Linked DNA regions of Ovis aries: region 1 is linked to region 2. Evidence: chromatin contacts called from public Hi-C data. All regions are on one chromosome and are shown on one strand. The core of a region is the stretch at or near the end of the contact, and the rest is flanking DNA. Distances in the headings are between cores, read along the strand shown.

Region 1 (7,519 bases), core at 97-2,596, 200 kb after region 2:
AGGTAGTCGTTTACAATTTCAGATGTCCATACGTCTTAAACAGCAATAAACTTGAGTACGACTAAAATATACCTGCTAGCGTGATGAAACTGCCCACTTTTGAAAGAAAAGCTTTATTAATTTTTACACTATGACTAATTTGTATGTAAATTGTGGCCGCGGTACTGAGGCCTCAGGCAGAAACTTCAGTGGCCTAAAAAGGGAAAATCCACGGAACTTCCCTGCGGGTCCAGTGGTTAAGACTCCACGCTTCCAATGCAAGGAGCGCAGGTTCGATCCCTGGTCAGGGAAATAAGATTCTGCCTGGCGTTTCCTTCCCTGCAACCCAAGTAAAATCCAGAGCACGTGACCTATAGAACAGGTTCTTGGCAAAGAGATGGCATCATCTTTACAAGATCTTAACCCCAGGTATACAGGACGCATAATGATGCAAATATTAAGACCGGAAGGCTCCCCCAAAATTCAAGTAGATGTCCAAAGATTCAATGCGTGTTCATACGTTTTTCAAAACTCATACCACCTAAGCCACGCAGGCCACAGGATCAGGTAAGCGTAACTTCATATACATATTGCATAAAATGTTCCACCATTAGCGCAATAAGTAAAACAATCTGCGGCTTCGGAAGGGGAAAAGATAACGTAGGTCAAGAGGGAGAAATACTAAAACCGCGGCATCAAACGGGAAGGATTAAACGGGAACCTAGCACCGGGCTGCAGCTCTTACCGGACGCGGTGCAAGCCCCAGGCAAGAAAAGGCGAGGGCAGAGCGGCAAAGGAGAGCAGAGACGGCGGCTCAGGGAGAAGAGGAACCGCTTCCCGGTCGCACCCCACCGCCCGGCAGCCCCCGGCTTCCCATTCATTCCCCGCCGTTTCCAGGTGGCGGCCGCCGCGTTCTCCGCCAGGAACGGCGGTGCACTCACCTGTTCGGGAGCACGACCTCGCGACCTCGCGGGCCGCCGAAGCCGCCGCCAGGAGCCGGGGGGACGGGAGCCGCGGGGCGGCCGTGGGCGAGAGGCGGCGCGGCGGCGGCGGCGGGCCGGGCGGGCGGCGCAGGCCGGGCGCGTCCCTCTGCAGCAGGGCGGAGCAGAGCCGCCGCGGGCTCTGATACATGCCGGGCGCCGCCGCCAAAACCGCCGCGGCCCCTCGCGCGCCCCACCGACCTGCGGGCCCCGCCGAGGCGGGCGAGCCCAGCAGACTCTTGGGGCCGTCCGAGCAGAGTCTCCGGGGCTCCTTCTCTACCAGCCGCGGCCCGGGGGAAGGTCGCAGGCAGACGAGCCCGAGACGGCGCGAACGAAGCTGCGGATGCTGTGAAGTGGAGGCGCTGTCTGCCGCGGGCCGGCTGGAGCTGGAGGGTAACTGGCGAGCGCAGCGCGCTGACAAAGCGGGCGCTACCAAGCGAACCAGGGAGGGGGTGTCCATGGGACCTGCGCCCGGCGCGACCTGGCAGGGATTCGTAGAACCGGAGTGATCCTGCTTTGAGATGACGCAGATCTTCAGCTGTTTATAGGGTGGAGGCTGTGGGAGGTCCAAGGTAACAAATACCCCTGAAGGCAGTTTTAAAGAAATGAGCCTCCCCTTCCGCTGGGTGGAGTGGAAACGCCCACAGGCTGGGAGTCCCAAGACCATTCCAGGCTGTGGCCCGGGGGACACGTGTGTGTCCGAGTAAAAGACAGCATCCGTGTACGCGTGTAAGTGAGAATTCGGCAGAGGGTGTCTCTCCCCCACCCTTTCGGCGGGATGTGTTGCGTTAAAACGAAATTAAGCACGATAAAGCCCCTACTGTGTGCGAGGGCGACGCTGAGTAAGACAACGTCCCTTTCCTCAAGAATTATCCTCAGGCAAAGGAAGCCCAATGTGGCAGATCAGACCATAAAGCTGTACAAGGTAGATTAAGATCAGTGCCATAAGTTTATGTAAGTTTGGCGATAGAGGTCGTAACACGCCTGGGTTTTCTAGAAGGCTTATTAGAATAGCCATGACTTGGATTTGCATTTGTGGAATTTGGGAGAAAGTGGTGGTGATTTACGCAGGCGAAAAAGGGAATAAAGCAAAAAGCCCTAGGTATCTTTGCTGCAACATCTCTTACGTAGGATGGAAGTGAAGAAGTAAGGCAGATGCTTGGATAGGTTACACTGCGGAAGGCAGAGATTGTATTAGACTTAATATGGTAGAAAGGGGTGAGCTGTTTGCAGGCTGGGCAAGGATATGTCTTAGGGCCGTGCTGTCATTGGAGGTCAAGTATCTCGGGCGTGTGAAAAGGCAGGAGAGAGTAAACTAGCTGATATGAAAGATATTCTAGACTTGCATCTGGTACTGGAAAAGAATGAATGGAAGAAACTGTCTCAGCTTGGGCAGGAAATGATGACTAACCAGAACAGGAAGTGGGGTGAGTGGGAGAGATGCCCAAGACTCGGTTCCTCTCTGAAAGATTTATGACCTAGAAATGTTTTCTTGTTGGTTTTCCCATGATTTTGCTGAGTCTCCTGTCTTGTGGAATTGGAAGCTTTTCATTACTAAGGATATTCAAAATATTTGTAAGATCAGAGGGTGTGGATGCGTCAGCTGACAAGGTTGGTCATAACTACTGGGAGACACCCTCCTTGGCAAATCGTTAAATCTCTTAGTCTTACTTTCCTTATCTATAGAAAGTCATACCTTAGTCATTAGGTCAAATAAAAGGTGATCAAACTAGTCCATAAAAAGTGTTCTGCCAATATAGCAAAATGTTGAATTAGAATCTAGGGTCTGTGGGAATTCACTCACAGTTCTTTTTCTTTTCCATATGTTTGGAAATATCCATAATAAAGTGTTGAAATTAAAGTGCTCTGAAAAATTAAAAGTACTGTTTGAATATAAACTGTTTAATAAATTATTAAAAGGGATTCAAAGAGCATGGTCTCCTGAAACTGGGTCAGTAGCATTATTTTTGGTATATGCTAAATACTGTATACTTATAAACAATCAGAAAAATATAAATAAAAACTTTATTCACTTCAAATTCATTTAGGGGGCTGGTGGCTAAATCCCCAGGTTGACTGGTAGCCAACCCTGGTGGCTCAACGGTAAAGAGTCCATCTGCCAATGGAGGAGACACAGATTCAATCCTTGGTCCCGGAAGTTGCCAGGGATACAGGGGAGCAACCGAACCCGGGCGCCACAACTATTGAGCCTGTGCTCTGGAGCCTGGGAGCTGCAACTACTGAGCCCGCGTGCCACAACTTCTGAAGCCCTAGTGCCCTAGAGCCTGTGCTCCGCAACAAGAGAAGCCACCGCGATGAGAAGCACAACTCAAGAGTAGCGCGATGAGAAGCCACAACTCGAGAGTAGCCCCTGCTCACTGCAACTAGAGAAAGCCTCGCACAGTGACGAAACCCTCACTGCAGCCAAAAGTAAATAAAAATTTCAAAAATTCATTTAGTAAACATTTGTTGAGTACATATTATGTGTCAGTCTTCACGATAGAGCTAAATAATGAAATGAACAGTTGGCTCACAGGTTGATGGGTGAGACATTGTATAAACAGAAATACTTATAGTCATCTGATAATAAATATAGAATCATGAGTTGAACAAGGTCCTGTGGAAATACAGAAGATGAAGTGCCTCACTGCCTGTAGGAGTCAGGAGAGGCTTTTGAACAAAGTGGATTCTAGGCAGAAAAGGCTTATGGAAGGAAAGGAGGGATTTTCTGGGAACAGCAAGTACCACACTTTGATAAGCCTTGAGTGCAGGGTGCCCGTAAGGGAGTGGCAGGAGATGAGGTGGAAATTGTGAGCAAGAAACAAAGTGTCAAGGGTTTTCCAAGGAATCTGGACTTTATCCGAAGGCTCTGGGGAACCTCTGAAAGACAGGTTCCACTTTCAGGATTGCGTTTTGGAAAGATCATCTGTCAGCAGTGTGGAGGATGGGTGGGAGACCAGGGAAAAAGAAGAACAGTGTGGGGAGGAAGAGGACTTGCTGGTTCAGAAGCTCTGGAGGAGGGCCAGGGTAGGCCCGCTTCTTTAAAAAGAAAACCACAGAGGTGATTCTGATGTACATCTCTGTTTCTCCCGCCACACAACCTCCCAAACCAATAAGCTGGGGGCAGAGATGGTGGGAAAGAGATGAGTTTGAGAACTATGAAGGAGACAGAAACCACAGCATTGAGTATTAAATCTGGGGGGTGAGGGAGGAGAGGACAGAGTCCTTGGTAGATAATGGTAACGAACAAGGAAAACAGGTGGAGATCAGAACTGAGATGTCTCTGTGGAACACCCAGGTGGAGTTACTTTGTAGGCAAATAAACTAAGACTGGGAGTTCATAGAGGAGTCAGAGCCAGACACTTTTGAAAGTCTAGTAGTTAAACTCATGGATAATGAGGTAACTCACAAAAAGTCTTTTGAAGGAGAGGAGAAAATGTTAAGGATTAAATTCCCGTGAAACACATCTTTACCGATGGTTGGAAGGGAAAGAGACTTGAGACCTGGTCAAAGCTGGAAAACAGGAAGATTGGTATCTTGGAAATAAGGGAACCCAAAGCTGCCAGAATAGAACACTGATGAATGCTGCTTAGAGGTCAGGGCAGCAAGTGAATCCTTTGGATTTGACAATTAGAAGGCTCTTCGTGCGAACAGTTATGTGGTGGTGGAAACCAGATTGCGGTGGTCAGTGGGGCTGGAAGGCAGGAGACCCATGAAAGAACAATGCCTTAAGGAACCAGGTGAGTCTTCTTTTTCTCTGAAGACTGGAGGAACCTCAAATGGTAAAGTTGAGGAAAAGGAGCCAAGAAACACAGACATTACAGTTTTTCTCCTGTTGAGACTTTCTGCAGTTGTGCTAGTTCTTTTGTTAACGGCAGCTATATATACACATATACATACACATACACACATACACACAAATACACGTTTATACATATGTGGGCATGAAGAGAAGGGAAATCTCTCTATTCCTCTTCTTATGAGGCCATCTGTCCTATTGGACTAGGAGTCTACCTTTATGACCTCATTTAAGCTTAGTTACCTTCTTGAAAACCTGATCTCCAAACATTATATTAGGAGTTAGGGCTTCAAAATATGAATTTGAAGTGGGTGGGTGGGGGACGCATTTCAGTCTTTAGCACTGTCCAAAGGCTTCCCAGGTGGCACTAGTGATAAAGAATCCCCCTGTCAATGAAGAAGACCCAAGACACGTGGGTTTGATCCCTGGGTCGGGAAGATCCCCTGGAGAAGGGAATGGCACCCCACTCCGCTATTCTGGTCTTGAAATCTCATGGACAGAGGAGCCTGGTGGGCTACAGTCCATGGGGTCCCAGAGAGTTGGACACAACTGAGTGGCTAAGCACATACATACATATATGCACTGTCCAAAACTGGAAATACATCAGTCGATGAGTAGTTGGAAGAAAAAAAAGTAATGAAGGCTCTAATTCTGACACTAGAGATGATTCTTCAGTTTTTAATAACTGAAGTGATATCACCTTTAGCGTATTTTAAAATGCAGAAAAATCCCAGTTGCTTCGGCTCTATTTTTATAATTATTAAAGAACAAAAATTTATTTTAGACTCTGTTGGAGTTTTTTTATAACCCTTTTCTCAGAAGGAAAAAGACCCTGATGCTGAGAGGGATTGGGGGCAGGAGGAGAAGGGGACGATACAGGATGAGATGGTTGGATGGCATCACCGACTCAATGGACATGGGTTTGGGTGGACTCCGGCAGTTGGTGATGGGCAGGGAGGCCTGGCGTGCTGCGGTTCATGGGGTTGCAAAGAGTCGGACATGACTGAGCGACTGAACCGAACTGAACACTGCCAGGTGTCTTTTCAGAGGTCCATCAGGTGTCCTGAACCAGGAGAATGTGGCTCTCAGACCTCTCACTGGGACTGCAAAGATAAGATTGACCTATGCCCTCAGAGGCTTTGCTCTGACAGGCATCACTGGAGCCTGGGCGTTGGTTCTCACAGAAGCGTTCCCAGCCCACTGCTGAGCACACTGGGAACCCTAAGGCAAGCGCTGTGAGACAGAGGACTACTCTGAGGGGCAGATTTGGCTGGAGAACTCCCATGGCCTTAGCAAGCTCCCTCTTTTTTTAATATGTTGAAGGATAATTGCTTTACAATCTTGTGATGGGTTTTGCCATACAACAATGTGATTCAGCCATAAGTATACATATATCCCCACTCTTGAATCTCCCTCCAACCACTCCCCCTAGGTTGTCACAGCACCAGGTTGAGCTCCCAGTTACCAAACTCTCATAACTGCAGGCACCTATGGTCCTGTTACTCCCCAAGCTGGTTTGCCTTTCTGTGGGTGTCGAGCCAATAGACACAACCAAGCCACAGATCAGAAGGAGGATTTATTATTACTTGCAGCAAGTGAGGGGAACACCAGGATCTTTCCCAAAGCAGCGTTGCCCTGAACAGCAGAGTTGGGGAAGTTCTAAGCTAAGGTTTCATGCATATTTACGAAGGGGAGAATTCAGCATAGACCTCAGGCAAAGGTCCACAAGTCCAAGTGATGCCGGAAGGGAGATGCCTTCTAGTACCGAGAGTGGGCCTGTCTGACACTGGCAAATGAATTATTTGAGGAGACAAGTACTGACAAAGAAAGAGACTATTGGGAAGGAGTGCCCTGGGAAGAGGGCAGCAGGGTAAGGGAACTTAGGAGAATTGCTCTGCCATGTGGCTTGCTTTCTAGGGTTTTATGGCTACGGGGTTAGACTCTGGGTTGTCTCTGACTCAGGTCCTTCCTTGTGCCCCACGCATTGCTCAACTGGGATGGATTCCAGTGAGGAGGATTCTGGGAGGTTGGCAGGACATATGGGCGGGGTCTCTTCTGTCATTTTGACTTTCTTCTGGTTGATGGAAGCTTGTTAGTTCTGGTTTCCTTACCAGGACCTTCCTCTCACCCTCTGTCACTCCCTGTTGTAAAATAACTCATGCCAATGGTTACTGTGGTGCCTAGCCAGGGTGGGCAGTTTCGGTCAGTGGTTCCCTTAACACCAGCTTTAGTTGACAGAAGTCAGAAGGGTCAACACTGTCATACTCCCTCCACCTGGGTAAGGGGGCCACAGTTCCTGCAGAACACAAAGATATATTTTTAAGTATATCCCTTGAGGAGGAATTCTGGACTCTGCTTAATCACTGCACTGTTTGACTTGCTTTTTCTTTGTTGCTGAATTCTTTTGTCCTCTTTGGATCATTAATTATTGAGACCTGTTCAAGGGCAAGCATTGTGACCAGGCTTAGATCATAAAATGGTTTAGACCAAAAACAGCTTTCTTATGTCAAGAAAGCCATGCTTGGTCCCCTTTCTCCGGGGACCCCTTTATCTGCTTACACGCCTCCCTTCCCTTCCTTTTTCTTTCTTTCTTTCTCCCTCCCATCCTCTCTCTCTCCCTTTCCTCTTACCCTTCATCGTGCTTAGATGCAGACCATTCTGCAGAATGAGGGCTCTTTCAACCTCCTCCAGGCTACTGCCCTATTTTCACAGGTCTTGCTCTAATAACTCTTTTGCCACTCCGGTACTCTTGCCTAGAAAA
Region 2 (7,334 bases), core at 759-3,258:
GGCAAAGTAATGTCTCTGCTTATTAATATACTGTCTAGGTTTGTCATAGCTTTTTGTCCTAGGAGCAAACGTCTTTTAATTTCATGGCTGCAGTCACCATCTGCAGTGATTCTGGAGCCCAAGAAAATAAAGTCTGACACTCTTTCCATTGTTTCCCCATCTATTTGCCATGAAGTGATGCCCTGATCTTAGTTTTTTGAATGTTGAGTTTTAAGCCAGCTTTTTCACTCTCCTCTTTCACTTTCAAGAGGCTCTTCAGTTTCTCTTCGCTTTCTGGCATAAGGGTGGTGTCATCTGCATATCTGACGTTATTGCTATTTCTCCGGGAAATCTTGATTCCTGCTTGTGCTTCATTCAGCCCGGCATTTCTCTGCATATGTACTCTGTATATCAGTTAAATTTTCTACAGTTTGTCGTGATCTACACAGTCAAAGGCTTTGGCATAGTCAATAAAGCAAAAGTAGATGTTTTTCTGGAACTCTTGGTTTTTCTATGATCCAATGGATGTTGGCAATTTAATCTCTGGTTTCTCTGCATTTTCTAACTCTTCCTCTGCCTTTTCTAAATTATTTCTTTTACCTGTACATATTTTTACATGGTCTTCAAACAACAGTTTGAATTAAGAGCTAAATGCATTAAAAATTTTGGTTCAAATGTAAAAGATAAAACCTATTGGTCAGTATACTAGGTATCAAAGAAAGTGAGGAGAAGGCAATGGCACCCCACTCCAGTACTCTTGCTTGGAAAATCCCATGGATGGAGGAGCCTGGTAGGCTGCAGTCCATGGGGTCGCTGAGTCGGACACCACTGAGTGACTTCACTTTGCCTTTTCACTTTCATGCATTGGAGAAGGAAATGGCAACCCACTCCAGTGTTCTTGCCTGGAGAATCCCAGAGACGGGGGAGCCTGGTGGGCTGCCGTCTCTGGGGTCGCACAGAGTCGGATACGACTGAAGCGACTTAGCAGCAAAGAAAATGAAGTCACTCAGTAGTGTCCAACTCTTTGTGACCCCATGGACTGTAGGCCTACCAGGCTCCTCCATCCATGGGATTTTCCAGACAAGAATACTGGAGTGGGTGGCCATAAGAGATCAGCAAAAGCCAGTTGTTTGCAACTACCAGATATGTTCTAAGCTTCCCAGGGACCTATAGCGTAGGTGTTCTGTTACAGATATAAAACTGAGGCATAGAGGTTAATTTGCTTCAAAATCATTTAGAATGACTCTTTGAACTTGGCTCTTTGAGCCTGCTCTGCAGCTCCTGGCCTCAGGGGACTGTTTAAACCTGTTAGGTAGGGTGAGGAGGATAGATCTGGAGTCTAAAATCCTCAGTCTAAGAGCCCCTGTTTCCCCAAAAGTGTGATCTTGAACTGGTCAGGTCACTTCTAAAATATTAGGATTCTCTTTTCCTCACAGGGTTGTGAGGATTTACTATGCTACTGTGTGTAAACAAACTTTGGGAACTGTAAGAGGTCCTCTCAAATGTAAGGTATAATAATAGGTCACCTTGGATAAATAGCTTGTCTTCTTTGAGCTTCATCCATAAACTGAGAATAACCACAGCATGTTATGTGACTGTTGTGACGGTGAAATGAGACCATGCATATGTGGGTGCCTATAAATTATATGATGGATTAATGCCCAGTTCCTGGAACACCAAAATCAAACTGATACTATTCAACACACCTTCATTTTCAGTGATCTGGTTCATGTAGGAAGATTTTGGTAAATCCCTAGGGTGGGGATCTGAAATAAACTCTCAGAGGAAAGAGAAGTGGCTAAACTACCTCCTCTCGTACCCCCTCCCGCCTTGCAATCATCCCCTTCCTCACCCTAATTTACAGATTGAGAACTGAGAACAAGGGTCTAAGGGTACCTGGCTTTACCTGGCGTTCTCAGGGTTAGGCGCCCATGCAGCGTGGCCGCCGTACCACGCAGTTCCGCGCCTCCACCCGCCAGGGGGCGCTCGGTCCGACGTCGGCCCCGGGAGCTGCGCGGCTGGAGGAGGCGGAGCCCAGGAAGCCAGGCAAGATGGCGCCGTCCGCCTTTTTGCGCCCATTCTGGAAGCTGCTGGCCCCGGCTAGGTTCCCGAGTGTCTGTAAGTATCTTCCTCGAGCAGGCCGGCCCGAGCTTCCATCCTGCCGTTCCCAGGGTGAGCCCAGCCCTGCCAGGGCAGGAGGGGACTGCCCCCGGGCTCGTCCTGCGGTGACCTTCGCCGACCCTCGTCCCGGAGCCCACGCCTGCCTCCACCCGCGACTCTCGGCTCCTCATCACCCGCCGCCCACCCTCCTCCCAGGGCCACCGACCTCCCTGGGTCTGTGCGAGTGGACTTAGACGGGGGAAAGGGGAACCCTTGCGTGGGCGCTTCCGAGTCGTCTGAGGTTCGCAAAAGCCAATATAGAGGGTTTGAAGGCGTCCTGGACGACAGAGGCCACGGTCTCACTCGACCTCTCTGAACCTCTCCGTGGCTGTTTAAATGAGGAAGTAGAAGCGGGGATGAAATGCGATTATGCGCATTTAAATGGCAGGTTTATTCCTACACGGCGGTAAGTCACAGATTTGGAGACCCTTTCTGTCCCCTTTCAGCTTCATCGCGGTCAAAGTTCTACATTCAGGAACCGCCACATGGCAGTCCTAACTGGCTGAAAGTTGGATTGACCTTGGGCACCTCCGCTTTTTTGTGGATCTATGTAAGTACTTACTCCCTTCAGTCGTGCCAATCCAACCTATTTCTCCATGAGGGAAATCCTAAGGACTAAAAAATGTTAAGATTTCAGAGGCAGGTACACACTACTATATTTAAAATAGGTAACCAGCGAGAATCTACTCTATGGCACGGAAAACTCGGCTCAGTATTCTATAATAACCTAAATAGGAAAAGAATTTGAAAAAGAATAGATACTTGTATGAGTATAACTGAATCACTTTGCTGTACACCTGTAACACATCATTGTTAATCAAATATAAAACAAAATAAAAATTTTTTAAGTGTGTCCAGGATGAAACTTATGTCATTGTTCTTTGCATGGTTTTGTGAATGGCAGTTTTACTACATATTATTTATCCTGTATTTCTTAATGAAGATGGAGACAGGTTGAGTTTTATGAAGGCACTTTTTTCAGATGCCACAGGAACAGATCGTAAGTGAAAAAGAAGGGGGCAACAGAAGATGAGTTGACTGTATGGCATCACCAACTTAATGGATTTGAATTTGAGCAAACTCTGGAAGATAGTGAAGGACAGGGGAGCCTGGCATGCTGCGGTCTGTGGGTTCACAAAGAGTCAGACATGACCTAGCAACTGAACAACTAATGCAAATTAAATCCCATTAAATTTGTTAGACATTAGATTTTAACAGTGTAAATACACTGTTGGAAATTATACCTTTTTGTTTACTGTATGCCAAATGCTTTACCTATGAAAACTTACTTAGTGTTTTCTAAATACAACACTGTGTGGTAGTACTATTATTATTGACCTTTTATGGATGAAGAAAACCCTTGGAGAAGTTAATTTGCTAAACCCAGTTCTCCCTAACTACAGAGCTACACTGTAGACCACTGTGAAATAGCGTCTCTCTATAGATGAATTTTTTAAAAGTTGACCTAAAGTATTGATGCTCCGTTAGCATTTAAATTTTTTGTTTTGTGGCTAATGGTTTTGAAACTTTCTCCACTGCTGCCCACCTTCAACTCCTAGACCTGTATTGGGGATTTTTTTTCCTTAAAGTGATTCAGCCCTTTGACATAAAAAGGAATAAAAGATACTGAAAGTCAATTACAAGTTAGTAACTGATCCGTTTTTAATGGGGAAGGAAATGGCAACCCACTCCAGTTTTCTTGCCTAGGAAATGCCATGAACAGAGGAGCCTGGCTGGGCTACAGACCATGGGGTCAGACAGGACTTAGTGACTGAACAACAACAATCCTTTTTAAATAATGTTTGCTATAATGTAATTTTGTATGTTCTTAAAGTTTTCCTAAAAAAGAAACATGTTGCTGAGAGCTCTGATTGGTAATGAATCGTTGCAACAAATGTCACCCTGTATTAAGGCATTGTTCCAGTTGCATAATCTGTCAGACAGTTATTCTAAGAAAGTGGCTGCCCTCCATGACATCTAATTAACACGTATATAATTGGGAAGTGCAGGTTGGTCATTCACTCACAGTATGAAACTTCTAAGGTTAGAAGTATAATACACATCCACCAACCTCATTTAATAACCGAGTTCTGCTTTGTGTTGGTTTGGCCCCTCTGTGGTAAGGCATTCCAGTTCATTAATTACCCACTGAATGAAGTAATTTATTTGCAGAAGTTGGATTTAAACTTTGGAGGGCTGCCTTCTCAAATTAGTATGTCAGATTGTGGTGAACAAGTATATTCATTCATTGTTTTGGGACTTTTTTATCCTTTAACACTTTATTTCTAACTAGAATAGTTGTAATTCTTTTAATGTGTCCTCATTTCTCTTGTGAAATATAAATATCAACTGTTGGTTTACTTCTTTTAAGTTGCCAGGAAAATTGCATTTCTGATTTTAACTGTTACCTACTTCTAGCTCATCAAACAACATAATGAAGATGTTTTAGAGTATAAAAGAAGAAATGGGTTGGAATAAACTTTGGAAATACTAAAACAGTAAGTATACAATTTTATAGGATGAACAGGAGGATGCAGTTTGACCTCTTTAAATGTGTTTTGCTTATTATTTTATCAGGTTTATACTTTTCAGCACCTATGTTCCTGTCTTTGAAAAATTTATGAGTTTTTAGTACCTGGTTCAGATATCTCTTAGCATAGTCATTTTCAACCATTATGCTTGAACTGCGTTCAAAGGAAGTTGTGCTTAAGAGTGAAACCGAAATCATATTTTCTTAAATCTAATAGTGCTGTACACAGTGCCTTTCTAGCACTTAGGACAAGTTATCATTGCTTGTGTATGACTTTCTTAATATGTCTTTGTCATATACCACACGAGTGTAAGATTCAATGAAAACAGGGCATTCAATTGTTTAAAAAGTTTTAAACTGCATGATGATTTTGTTATGATTGTCACTACAGCTAATACCTAGTTGGACAATTCATAATAAAACCTAGCTATGTATATGGGTGCCATATTTCTGAAAATCCTTTTAAAGCAATCCTGTATTGAGCCTTTTGTAAAGGGAAAAATCACTTTTCTAAATCTCAGCTTCCGTGGATTAGGTTGATTAAACTAGGTAACTTAGATCTGCTGGATAATAAAATAGCAATCGCTAATACTTATCACCTTGCCCACCCAAACTGCTTCAGTCAACCAGTCAAGATAAGTATGAAATAGGTATTTAAATTGAAACCAGATGCTTTTGCTACTCCTGTAGTTGGGATGAAAAAAAAAAAGCTTTTTGCTAAAACTTAGATAAAAATGAGGAGTTGATATTTTTTTGTGGATTTGGTTTTTAAACTTCCCCTGCTGCTATAAGATGAATTATTCAAAATGGTGTAATTTTAATATTATTTCTGCTGGTTAATGCTATAGCTTTCTTTTCTTTTTTTCATTATAGGTGTGTTCCATATAGTGATTATAGCAGTTCCTCTGGATTCACGAATCTGTTGAGTTGTAAACGTGAGAGAAAGAATTACGTGTGACTATATGTCAAGTCAGCATTTGTGTTTTACATAATTAAAAAATACTTCTGTGTTCGTCAGATTATGTATATTGTGACAGTGTATAGAATGTCAGTTCTAAGGTAAATTATTAAAAGTATTTTAATGTGGAACGTGCCATCTGATAATAGGGTCAATGATAATTAAGGACACATTGGTAACAAAACTTTTTAAGGATATAGATTTTTTAAAAGTCCCTGCTGGAGGATTTACTCCTTATATCAACTTTTACTTTCTAATCAAAGCATTTACTCTTTAGTGATCAGGGTGGTAGAGCTACTCCTATTGTCTAAAATACAAGAGAACCCAAATACTGTTTTCTTCTAGAGGAGAAAGTGAAGGTGAATCCTCTTCAAAAAGAGTTTCTTCTGACTCCATTTCCTTGAATTTGGATGATTTTCGTTTGGGTAACAGTTTTTACACCTGTATGGCCACACAGAGTTTGTGGCCTCTTTTTGCTAACATGAATTTTATCCAGTGAATAGCAGACTAGTTCAAAAAGTGAGGGAGGCAGGGTTGGTGGAAGTTAATAGACACAAATTAACAAACACATCATTTATCCCTCATCAGAGCCCTTTCTTATGAATCAGTTAAAATTTATTTATATGCCATTTCACTCCATTCTGATGTTAAATAGAAAGTTTCATTGACTTCGTGTGTGTCTGGGGCTCTGGCCAGCACTTATTCTGGGAGATTGATTGCTCAATGTCTTTGGAAATTATTTCCAAACATAAATTCACAGTTAAATTATTTCAGAATAAGTGTTTAATCCAAATTCAGTGAAAGACCAAATATAATAGTAACTATTAGCATTTGTCAGTTCAAAGTTTTAGCTGGTAGAAGTGGAAAGGACCTTAGGGGTCATATAGACCAGTTTCATAATTTTACATGTGCAAAAACCAGAGGCAAAAAGTCATTTGCCCATCATCAGTGGAAAGTAGAATAATGGATCCTTAAATAAATAATGACCATGTTCTATTCCCTGGAGTTTGTGTATATGTTAGGTTTTATGGCAAAGGGGAGTTAAAGTGGCATATAGAATTAAATTTGCTAATCAGACATACAGATAGATTATCCTGGATTATCTGGCTGGGCCCGATGTAATCACAAGGGTCCTTATAAGTGGAAGAGGGAGGCACCAGAGTGTGTCAGAGTAATGTGACTGGAGAAGGATTCAGTCAGCTGTGGCTAGCTTTGAAAAGGGCAGAGAGCCAAGGAATGGAGAAGGCAAAGAACTTCTCCCCCAGAGCCTCCAGAAAGGAACTCAGACTTGCTGACACCTTGATTTTAGCCCAGTGAGACCCATGTTGGATTTCTCACTTACAGAAATATAAGATGATAAATTTTTGTTGTTTTAAACCACTAAGCTTGTTAACAGCAGCAGTAGGAAACTATTATTGTCAAATTGTATTGGACCAAGAAGTCAGGTACCAACTCCCAATTCAAAGAACTTTAAAAGAAACACTTAGAATTCACATCCCTAAAGGAAGCAGAAAACTCTAAGACACTTTAAATTCTGGAAGCTGATAGCCTCAGTTGAAAATAAAATACAGCTTTAATAAGCAAGATCTACTGTACATCAGGCCTTGAAAATATTGCTACCCTGTGTGGACTTTGATCTTGATTGTGCCAGTGTAACCACATGGAGAGCCATCATGAAGACTGGAGCTGTCCAAAAGAATCTTCTGC

Evidence for each region. Hi-C and Micro-C count contacts between places; a contact is called where the count stands out from the background.
Region 1: a Hi-C map of hypothalamus shows a contact between it and region 2, with 5 times the contacts expected there. The contact joins the promoter of NOCT here to the promoter of NDUFC1 in region 2. A contact is called at or near these places in 5 of 16 Hi-C or Micro-C datasets (blood, hypothalamus, muscle and 1 more).

The regions. Positions count from the first base shown.
Region 1 is chr17:18,651,921-18,659,439 of ARS-UI_Ramb_v3.0, forward strand. It overlaps NOCT (nocturnin), which reads right to left and starts at 1,347. Exons shown (of 3, transcript XM_015101513.3): 1 at 921-1,347. The coding sequence starts at 1,110.
Region 2 is chr17:18,446,396-18,453,729 of ARS-UI_Ramb_v3.0, forward strand. It overlaps NDUFC1 (NADH:ubiquinone oxidoreductase subunit C1), which reads left to right and starts at 2,009. Exons shown (of 4, transcript XM_004017243.5): 1 at 2,009-2,097; 2 at 2,586-2,689; 3 at 4,558-4,637; 4 at 5,543-7,334. The coding sequence starts at 2,031. The coding sequence ends at 4,617.